Regions from separate parts of the Pan troglodytes genome. Here regions 1 and 2 are each linked to region 3. Evidence: chromatin contacts called from public HiChIP or PLAC-seq data. All regions are on one chromosome and are shown on one strand. The core of a region is the stretch at or near the end of the contact, and the rest is flanking DNA. Distances in the headings are between cores, read along the strand shown.

What was found. HiChIP or PLAC-seq counts read pairs in DNA pulled down with a chosen protein or histone mark.
Region 1: an H3K4me3 HiChIP or PLAC-seq map of stem cell-derived excitatory neurons shows a contact between it and region 3, with 7 times the contacts expected there. The contact joins the promoter of COA7 here to the promoter of CPT2 in region 3. A contact is called at or near these places in 2 of 7 Hi-C or Micro-C datasets (induced pluripotent stem cells and stem cell-derived neural progenitor cells) and 1 of 1 datasets of contacts at active chromatin or transcription factors (stem cell-derived excitatory neurons).
Region 2: a contact with region 3 is called in an H3K4me3 HiChIP or PLAC-seq map of stem cell-derived excitatory neurons, with 5 times the contacts expected there. The contact joins the promoter of ZYG11A here to the promoter of CPT2 in region 3. A contact is called at or near these places in 1 of 7 Hi-C or Micro-C datasets (stem cell-derived neural progenitor cells) and 1 of 1 datasets of contacts at active chromatin or transcription factors (stem cell-derived excitatory neurons).

What each region holds. Positions count from the first base shown.
Region 1 is chr1:178,304,832-178,307,591 of NHGRI_mPanTro3-v2.0_pri, reverse strand. COA7 (cytochrome c oxidase assembly factor 7) reads right to left here and starts at 1,302. Exons shown (of 3, transcript NM_001242594.3): 1 at 1,157-1,302. The coding sequence starts at 1,262.
Region 2 is chr1:178,160,488-178,163,187 of NHGRI_mPanTro3-v2.0_pri, reverse strand. ZYG11A (zyg-11 family member A, cell cycle regulator) reads left to right here and starts at 1,253. Exons shown (of 14, transcript XM_063817360.1): 1 at 1,253-1,542. The coding sequence starts at 1,453.
Region 3 is chr1:177,796,172-177,798,871 of NHGRI_mPanTro3-v2.0_pri, reverse strand. CPT2 (carnitine palmitoyltransferase 2) reads left to right here and starts at 1,251. Exons shown (of 5, transcript XM_001148628.8): 1 at 1,251-1,584. The coding sequence starts at 1,433.

The DNA of each region.
Region 1 (2,760 bases), core at 53-2,552, 510 kb before region 3:
GTACTCCAGCCTGGGTGACAGAGTGAGACTCAGTCTCAAAAAAACAAAAAAATTAAAAAGTAGGCAGCGCGCAGTGGTTCATGCCTGTAATCAAAGGCGGGAGGATCACTTGAGCCCAGGAGTTGCGACCAGCCTGGACAACGTAGTGACATACTATCTCAAAAAAGAAAGAAAATACAAAAAATAAAAATAAAGCAAGAAGAAGAAAACCACCCAAAGGTATTAGCTGCTCTGGGTGGACCCCTCTGGTCGCCACCATCCACCTATACTCTTAAGTCAATTCAATGTTCACACAACACACGGGACACATTTGTGATTCAGGGCGTCTTCGCCAGCTGTTACCTATGGTAAGAACTGCATGGTTCACTCCCTTACCTTCTTCAAGGCTTTATTCAATTGCCACTTTCTCAGTGATCTTCCCTGATCACTCAATTTAAAACTGCCCTCCTGCCCTCCTGATACCCTTCACCCAGTCTTTTTTCCACGGCACTTACTACTTTCTTTTTATTTTATTTATTTATTTTTTGAGACGGAGTCTCGCTCTGTCGCCCAGGCTGGAGTGCAGTGGCGCGATCTCTGCTCACTGCAAGCTCCATCTCCCGGGTTCACGCCACTCTCCTGCCTCAGCCTCCCGAGTAGCTGGGAATACAAGCGCCTGCCACCACGCCCGGCTAATTTTTTGTATTTTTAGTAGAGACAGGGTTTCACCGTGTTAGCCAGGATGGTTTCGATCTCCTGACCTCGTGATCCACCCGCCTCAGCCTCCCAAAGTGCTGGGATTATAGGCGTGAGCCACGGCTCCCGGCCGGTACTTACTACTTTCGAACACGATTTCATAAATTACCTGAGGCTTATTGCCCGACTCCCCGCACTAGCTTGGAAGCTCCACGAGGGCAGGGAGTTTCATCTGTTCACCGATGGATCCCCAGTCCCTAACCCAAAAGCCCCAGCACGTCTCTTCCTACCCGCCCCGGCCTCCTGGCTCGGTCTTCCCGGGACACATCGCCCTTCCCAACACACGCGGTCACCGCGATCCACAGACCCCGACCCCCGCCCGCCACATGATTCCTTCTCCAGCCTCTCAGAGGTCGCAGACCAGACCTCTCCGGGCACGTCCCTCCCCGACGCGTCGCCGGGCTGCGCTGGAGCCGCTCACCGTCCGGGTCCTTCTCGTGGTAGCAGTGGTAGTTGCACTCCACCTCCATGTTCTCCAAAAAGGACTTGACCTGCTCCTCATCCTGGAAGTCCACCATGCCGGCCATGGTTCGCGCTGGCCCAAAGACGGTCACGTGAGCCGGCGGAGGGGGCGGAGCGGGGCGTGGGGCTGTCGCCATCCGCGGCGCTCTCCCGGGATCCCGGGGCGAGCCAAGCGAGCCTGCGCTTCCCAGCAGCCACCGCGCCGTTAAGGGCGCTGGCAGCCACGCTTCCAGGGCTAACCGCCTTCCTGAAACTGGGGGCGGTCTCTCTGCAGCACCTTATCTATGCTCGCTTTGTAGCCTTAGTGATTTTCCACCTGCAGTCATTTATCTATGTATAATCCCTAAGCGCCTACTGTGTGCCTCACCAGTGCATTGTTCTAGGGATATGACAGCTAGGAGTATGGTCCCTGCCTTCAAAGAACTTGGAGTTCAATAGGAAGACATTCGCTTATCCATTCAGCAAGCATTTAGAGGAGCTTCTATATGTGCCAGGTGTAGCTGGACAAAGTGCAGTGAGCAGTCTGATTCATCTCTCTTCTTCCCAGACCTGTCTTGGCCACCAACATGAATTACCTAAGCAATGAATGGCTATGGGAGATGTTGACTGGAACACAGTAGCAGTGAAGGGTGTAGCAACGTCACTGTTATAACACCTAGTACTCAAACAGTGCTGAACTTTGTTCCAGGCTCTAAATGCTTTATATGAATTAACTCATTTAATTCTCATTATATATCATGTCACTGTAAACACACTCACAGTGACACTATGGGTAGGTATTATTATTATCCCCATTCTACAGATAAGAAAACTAAAGTACAGAGAAATTAAGTAATTTGTCCAAGGTCACACAGTAAGTGAGGGAGTTGGTATGCAATAATAATTTTTTTTAAAAAAATAAAAGAATGAATGAGGCCGGGCGCGGTGGTTCACGCCTGTAATCCCAGCACTTTGGGAGGCCGAGGTGGGTGGATCACCTGAGGTCAAGAGTTCGAGACCAGCCTTGCCAACCTGGTGAAACTCTGTCTCTACTAACAATACAAAATTAGCAGGGGTCTCTACTAAAAATACAAAATTACAGGGAGCACACCTGTAATCCTAGCTCTTTGGGAGGCTCAGGCAGGAGAATTGCTTTAACCTGGGAGGTGGAGGTTGCAGTGAGCCGAAATTGCGCCATTGCATTCCAGCCTGGGCGACAGCAGCGAAAAAGAATGAATGAGGTAGAAAAGGAACATGTCAAGGAGATGGGGAGGAGGAGAGGAAATTTACCTACATTTTGCTTTGTTTTCCTGCTCCTGTTCCTGCTAAGAATCATCAGTTCCATAAAGCTTAGATGGAAAGTTCTCCTAAGACAGCCACTTCCTATTCATCTTTTTTTTTTTTTGAGATGGAGTTTCGTTCTTGTTGCCCAGGCTGAAGTGCAATAGTGCGGTCTCAGCTTACTGCAACCTCCGCCTCCCAGGTTCAAGCGATTCTCTTGCCTCAGCCTCCCGAGTAGCTGGGCTTACAGGTGCCCACCACCACGCCTGGCTAATTTTTTTTGTATTTTTAGTAGAGACAGGG
Region 2 (2,700 bases), core at 4-2,503, 360 kb before region 3:
TAAAAATACAAAAATTAGCCGGGTGTGGTGGCGCGCGCCTGGAGTCCCAGCTGCTTGGGAGGCTGAGGCAGGAGAATCACTTGAACCCAGGAGGCGGAGGTTGCTGTGAGCTGAGATCGCGTCACTGCACTCCAGCCTGGGCAACAGAGCGAGACTCCGTCTAAAAAAAAAAAAAAAAAGCATATTGATTGGACTTGCAGTAAGAAAACTCAATTTTGACTCCCAGGTTGGCCACTCATCAGCTGGCCAAAAAACGTGTTGTCTATTCAACCTGTCAGTTCTTCAGTTTCCCTGTGAGAAAAATGGGGATGATACCTACAGCACAGGATTTTTTTTCATCTTGTAGTAAGTGGATTAAATAAAAGAATAAATAAATGAAAGAAAAGCATTAGGCAAAGTACTTAAAAATAATTTTAACATCTGAATCCAATCCACTTATCAAGGACTTACTATGTAAAAAGCATTGTGATGTGTTTTACATACATTATTTAATCCTTACTTTAACTCTGTGAGATAAAGCATTCTCATTCTATTTTACTGATGAGGAAGTTGAGCTTCAGAGACATCAAGAATCTTGCTCCAGGTTCTCAAACACTAGATGGCTGAGCGGGCATTCTAATTCAGGATTCAAACTCCAAGGCTCATGCTCTTGAGAACTTTCCTTTTCCAAGGTATTGCTTTCTCTTAAATTAGCTAATGTGTACTAACTTGTGGAGTTTCTTTCCTGGAGAAAGTTAGAAGGGTCTCTCGGGGTTTCTTTCTTGGAGCAGGTTATAAGGGTCTTCTCGAGTACTTTTTAGGTAACAAGAAAGCTAAATAGATTTTTTGGTAGATACTTGCCAATATTTTGTATTCGTTTTATATTTGATTTATCCAGAGACTCTAAGGAGTTGAAACAGAGAGGACCGTTAGAGAGGCGCTGTTGCCAGATTTTCAGGGGCAAAGTCTTTGAAATATATATTTTAATGTATTAAAGCTTTAAAAAATATATACATATATAGAAATAATGAATATATATGTGTGTGTGTGTGTGTGTGTGTGTACATATATATATACAGTATTCCCCAAACCTACACTGCCGGTCCTCGGGGCATATCCTCTCAAGCCCTGAGGTGCAGGGCTGGGAAGGAGTGGGTGAGCGGCTGGGTCGTGGCAGGTTGGTCTGGGGAGGCCGGGGAGGCGGGAGGAGAACGGTTGGCCCCGGCAGCGGCGTGTCGGGGGGCGGGTGGGGCTAGGAGGCCGCCCGGGGGGTGGGGTCTGCGGCGGGCCGGCCCCCGCGTGCGCGTCGCCTCGCCGGGCATTTCAAAAGCTCGCCGGCAGGGCGCGGCGCTAGCTCCGTGTGCCTCGCAGGCGTGGTGGGCGCGTCCTGGTAGCCGCCCGCCTGGTTCTCGCGGGATCCGGGCCCCGGCTCGACGCCGGCTCTCTTTTTGACGCCCCGCCGCCGGGGTTGCCATGGTTCATTTGTTGCACCCGGGCCACACGCCCCGGAACATCGTCCCTCCTGACGCTCAGAAGGATGCCCTGGGCTGCTGCGTGGTACAGGTGAGCACCGGGGTGCGGGCGGCGACGCGGACCTCGGCGCCACGTCCAGCTCCGGCGAGCGCGGCGAGTCTCCTGGGACGCTGCCGAGGCACTTGCTGGGGAGTGTGGCCCGCGCGGGGCTGCGGTCTAGATGCCGAGCCCCTTCCAGGCGCAGGCGTCGCCGCGGAGGTGCGTTGTCGGGGGAGGCGGCCTGGGCGCCGCGGAGCGGGGGGGCTTTTCTGCGCCCGGCGAAGCGCGTGGAACTTGCGCCCTGAGGCAGCGCGGCGAGAGCCCAGTCCCAGAGACCGGGGCGAGCCTCCTCAGGATTCCTCGCCCCAGTGCGGGCTGCTGTGAGCTTAGACGTAGGTGCAGGGCATGCACTCGGCTTGGCCCGTAGTGGACGGTGTTTTTGCAGTCATGAAGCCAAACGCCGCAAACCTTGACCGTTTCCCCACCCGTGTTGTGGACGCGGCGCCCCGCGGAGGCGGTGACCCTTTGGCCGTTACCACCTGAGGCCTTCGGGCCCGGGGCCGGGCGAGTAGCTTAGTCCGGCTGGGGGAACTGGAACCCGAAGTCTGAGATTCTTTCAGTTCCGCGCGTCCGCCCCCGTCCCGCCCCCGTCCCCGTCCCCGTCCCGTCCCCAGCCTTTGCCGAATGCCTGTTACTCTTAGCTCTGGACAAAATGCAAACCCAAAGAATGTGTGTTTAGCGCCTGCTGTGTGTTAAGTGTCGCCTTTCTTTTCTTTCTTTCTTTCTTTCTTTTTTTTTTTTTTTGAGACGGAGTCTCGCTCTGTCACCAGGCTGGAGTGCAGTGGCGCGATCTGGGCCCACTGCAACCTCCGCCTCCGGGGTTCAAGCGATTCTCCTGCCTCAGCCTCCCGAGTAGGTGGGACTACAGGCGCGTGCCACCATGCCTGGCTCATTTTTTGTATTTTTAGTAGAGACGGGGTTTCACCATGTTGGCCAGGATGGTTTCGAACTCCAGACCTCGTGATCTACCCGCCTCGGCCTCCCAAAGTGCTGGGATTACAGGCGTCAGCCACTGCGCCCGGCCAAGTGTCGCCTTTCTAAAGCAGTCTGGTAACCTCTCGTCTTTTGTAGGCTTTGCTAGGCTCCATTTTACCTATGTAGGGAAGTTGGGAGCTCTGAAATTTGGTTGACTTGCTCGTGAACTTGAAT
Region 3 (2,700 bases), core at 2-2,501:
TAAGAAATAAGTGCTGGCAGCAAGCTGCACTGTTTTTTTCTAAACGGGAAATGGGTTAAGCATTTGTGATCACCACTGAATGAGTGCCAGAGCTGGTTAGTGATCTTCCTGTTCAATCCGAGGTCACCTAACTAGATAACAAAGAGCTGAAACTAAAAGTCCGGTCTCCTGACTCCCAATCCAGTACTCTTTGTGGTGTGCTCCAGCTTCTGGCTCTGCTTAGCCAATTATGGAACAGACAGAATGTACTTGGCTGCCCCAAACAGGGCTAAAGGGCAGTTCTGTTCCCAAAATGGAATTCTGTTGTGCCTCAAGCTAGGCAGCATAATTGTGTGTCTTTTGGTAACTCCCTGTCTTCTTCTGTAAAATGGGAGTAGAGCCTACTTAATCCTGCAGCTACTTCTAAGATCAGGGATTGGGGCGTGGTGGGGTGTTCTGCAGCTGTTTTGTGATGGATGAGGGATGATGGATCTATGTTCAAGTAGCGGAATCTTAGAGTCAGGAGTTGGAAGGAATCTTGGAGGTGGTCTGTGGTGACAGGAAGCCTCTTCCAACAGACTGAACACGGAAGACTTCCTAGAGCCAGAGGACAAGGGTTTCTTTCCTCTTAGCAGTGAGCTTCTTGTTTTTGGAAATGCTCAAGCCAAGAATGGATGTTCAAGCAGAGGGGATTCCGCTCGGAAGGGGCTTTCTGCACTGAAGTGGTGGCCAGCGGGAAACTCCAGGTTTCCAACTCCTGCACAAATCCTTTCTAATATCCATCCACTCAGGTGAGCTGGCAGGGCAGTAGCTGTGCAGGGTTCAGGGTCATTATATGTCAATGACCTTCAGCACGGATTACTAACAACAGTAACAACCGTTACCGTTTACTGCTTTCCTATTAAGCACCATGCACTGTGCATAACATGTTATCTTTATCTCATATCTAGAATTTTGGGAGGTACTTTGAATCATTACGATCTATCTACTTCTTAGGTGAGGAAATAGAGGTTTAAAATTTAGTCCACAGTCTCGCAAGGATGGAGCCTGGATCAAATTTTGGGTTATCAGATTCCAATCACGTTTCTTAGCTTTTCTTTTTTTCTCCAACTCCAGTTTCTGTCTTGCTCCAAAAAAGGGGAAGGAGCGGCTGCGGCGCTCGGTTTCCCGCCTCCTAGGGAAGGGAAGGGAGACGAGCAGCGCGGAGGCTGGGGCCCCCTTCCGGGCGGGGCCTAGTAGTGGGCGGGGCCTGTCAGTGAGCGGCCCCTGCCCGGAAGGAGCCAGTCCGGGGCGGAGCCGACGGCCTTACAGGGGCCGGAAGTGGCCTGCGGGCGGAGAAGTGCCCCAGGAGTCCTGACGCAGTGTCTTGGGCGCTAAAGGCGGCGGCGGCCTTGTGTTTAGACTCCAGAACTCCCCACTTGCCGCGTTCTCGCCGCCGCAGGCTCCCGGGACGATGGTGCCCCGCCTGCTGCTGCGCGCCTGGCCCTGGGGCCCCGCGGTTGGTCCGGGAGCCCCCAGTCGGCCCCTCAGCGCCGGCTCCGGGCCCGGCCAGTACCTGCAGCGCAGCATCGTGCCCACCATGCACTACCAGGACAGCCTGCCCAGGTGAGCCCGGCCTCCGGGTCCCCGCCGCCCGCCGCCGTCCCAGGATCGGCCCCAACCTGACTGCAGTCACTCATGAGTCTTCTAGTGAACCCGTTTCCGCCCCCAAGCCCCTACCATGGAGGCTGCCACAGCCCCTTATCTGGAAGTCTTGGGACTTTTCAGAATCTCCTAGCACAGGAACCTCAGAACCCTCAAATTCTCTTCCAGAACCCCTCGATGCTATCTCAGATTCTCCATCTTGAACGCTTCTCAGATTCCCTCTCCTTTAACCTAACTTCCAGCCAGCTATCCTGAGTCCTCTTCTCCCTGAAAAATGCCAGACCTGCATATTTCCAGCGCCGCTGTAATCCCTCGACTATGGTGTCTCCTGAAGTACTTTAATGACTGCCTCACATTCCTACCCGGAATATGGGTAGGCTGATTCCTAATACATCATGGTTACCATTCCTTAACTTCTCCCAGCACCGCCTTCACCCCTGTCACTCAGGACCCTCAGCCCCACCTCCCATTTCTCCAGTACTCTGTTCTTTCACCCCTCCATGAGCCCCCACAAGCACAGCCCTCAAGTGTTCACCCTTGTCCTCAACTGACCCTCCCCCATGTTTTTAAATCTTTAATCTCCTAAATCCAGTGTTCACCCGGAAACCTTTCACTCTCTCCAAGCCCTCCTCAACAGGTTCCTCCCCTTAAAATATCCTTCCTCACCCACCCCCTTGTAAGTGCAGCTCACCCTCACAGAATTCTAGACACCACCCTCAGTACCCCATCCACACTCCATCATACTCAGATCCAGGGTCCACCCAAATTTCTCTTCTCCTCCTCACCACTGGCTACCCTGCCTTCGAAACACTTCACCCAGAATCGACTTCCCCTCTGAAAATAGCCCTAGTAAATCCTCTTCCCCTTCCCTCCCCCAGTACTTTCTTAAATCCAGCTTCCAGTTCTTCCAGCCTTCGAACTCCGCTTTCGTCTGAGTTGCCAGATCTCCTTCTTCAATATTAGAAATTTTCTTCACCCTCTAAACCAAACCTAAACTAACTTCTAACTTACTGAGTGAGTAACTCAGTTCCTGGAGCCAAGTTCAAAATTTGTCTCAAAGACCCTTCTCACCTTATT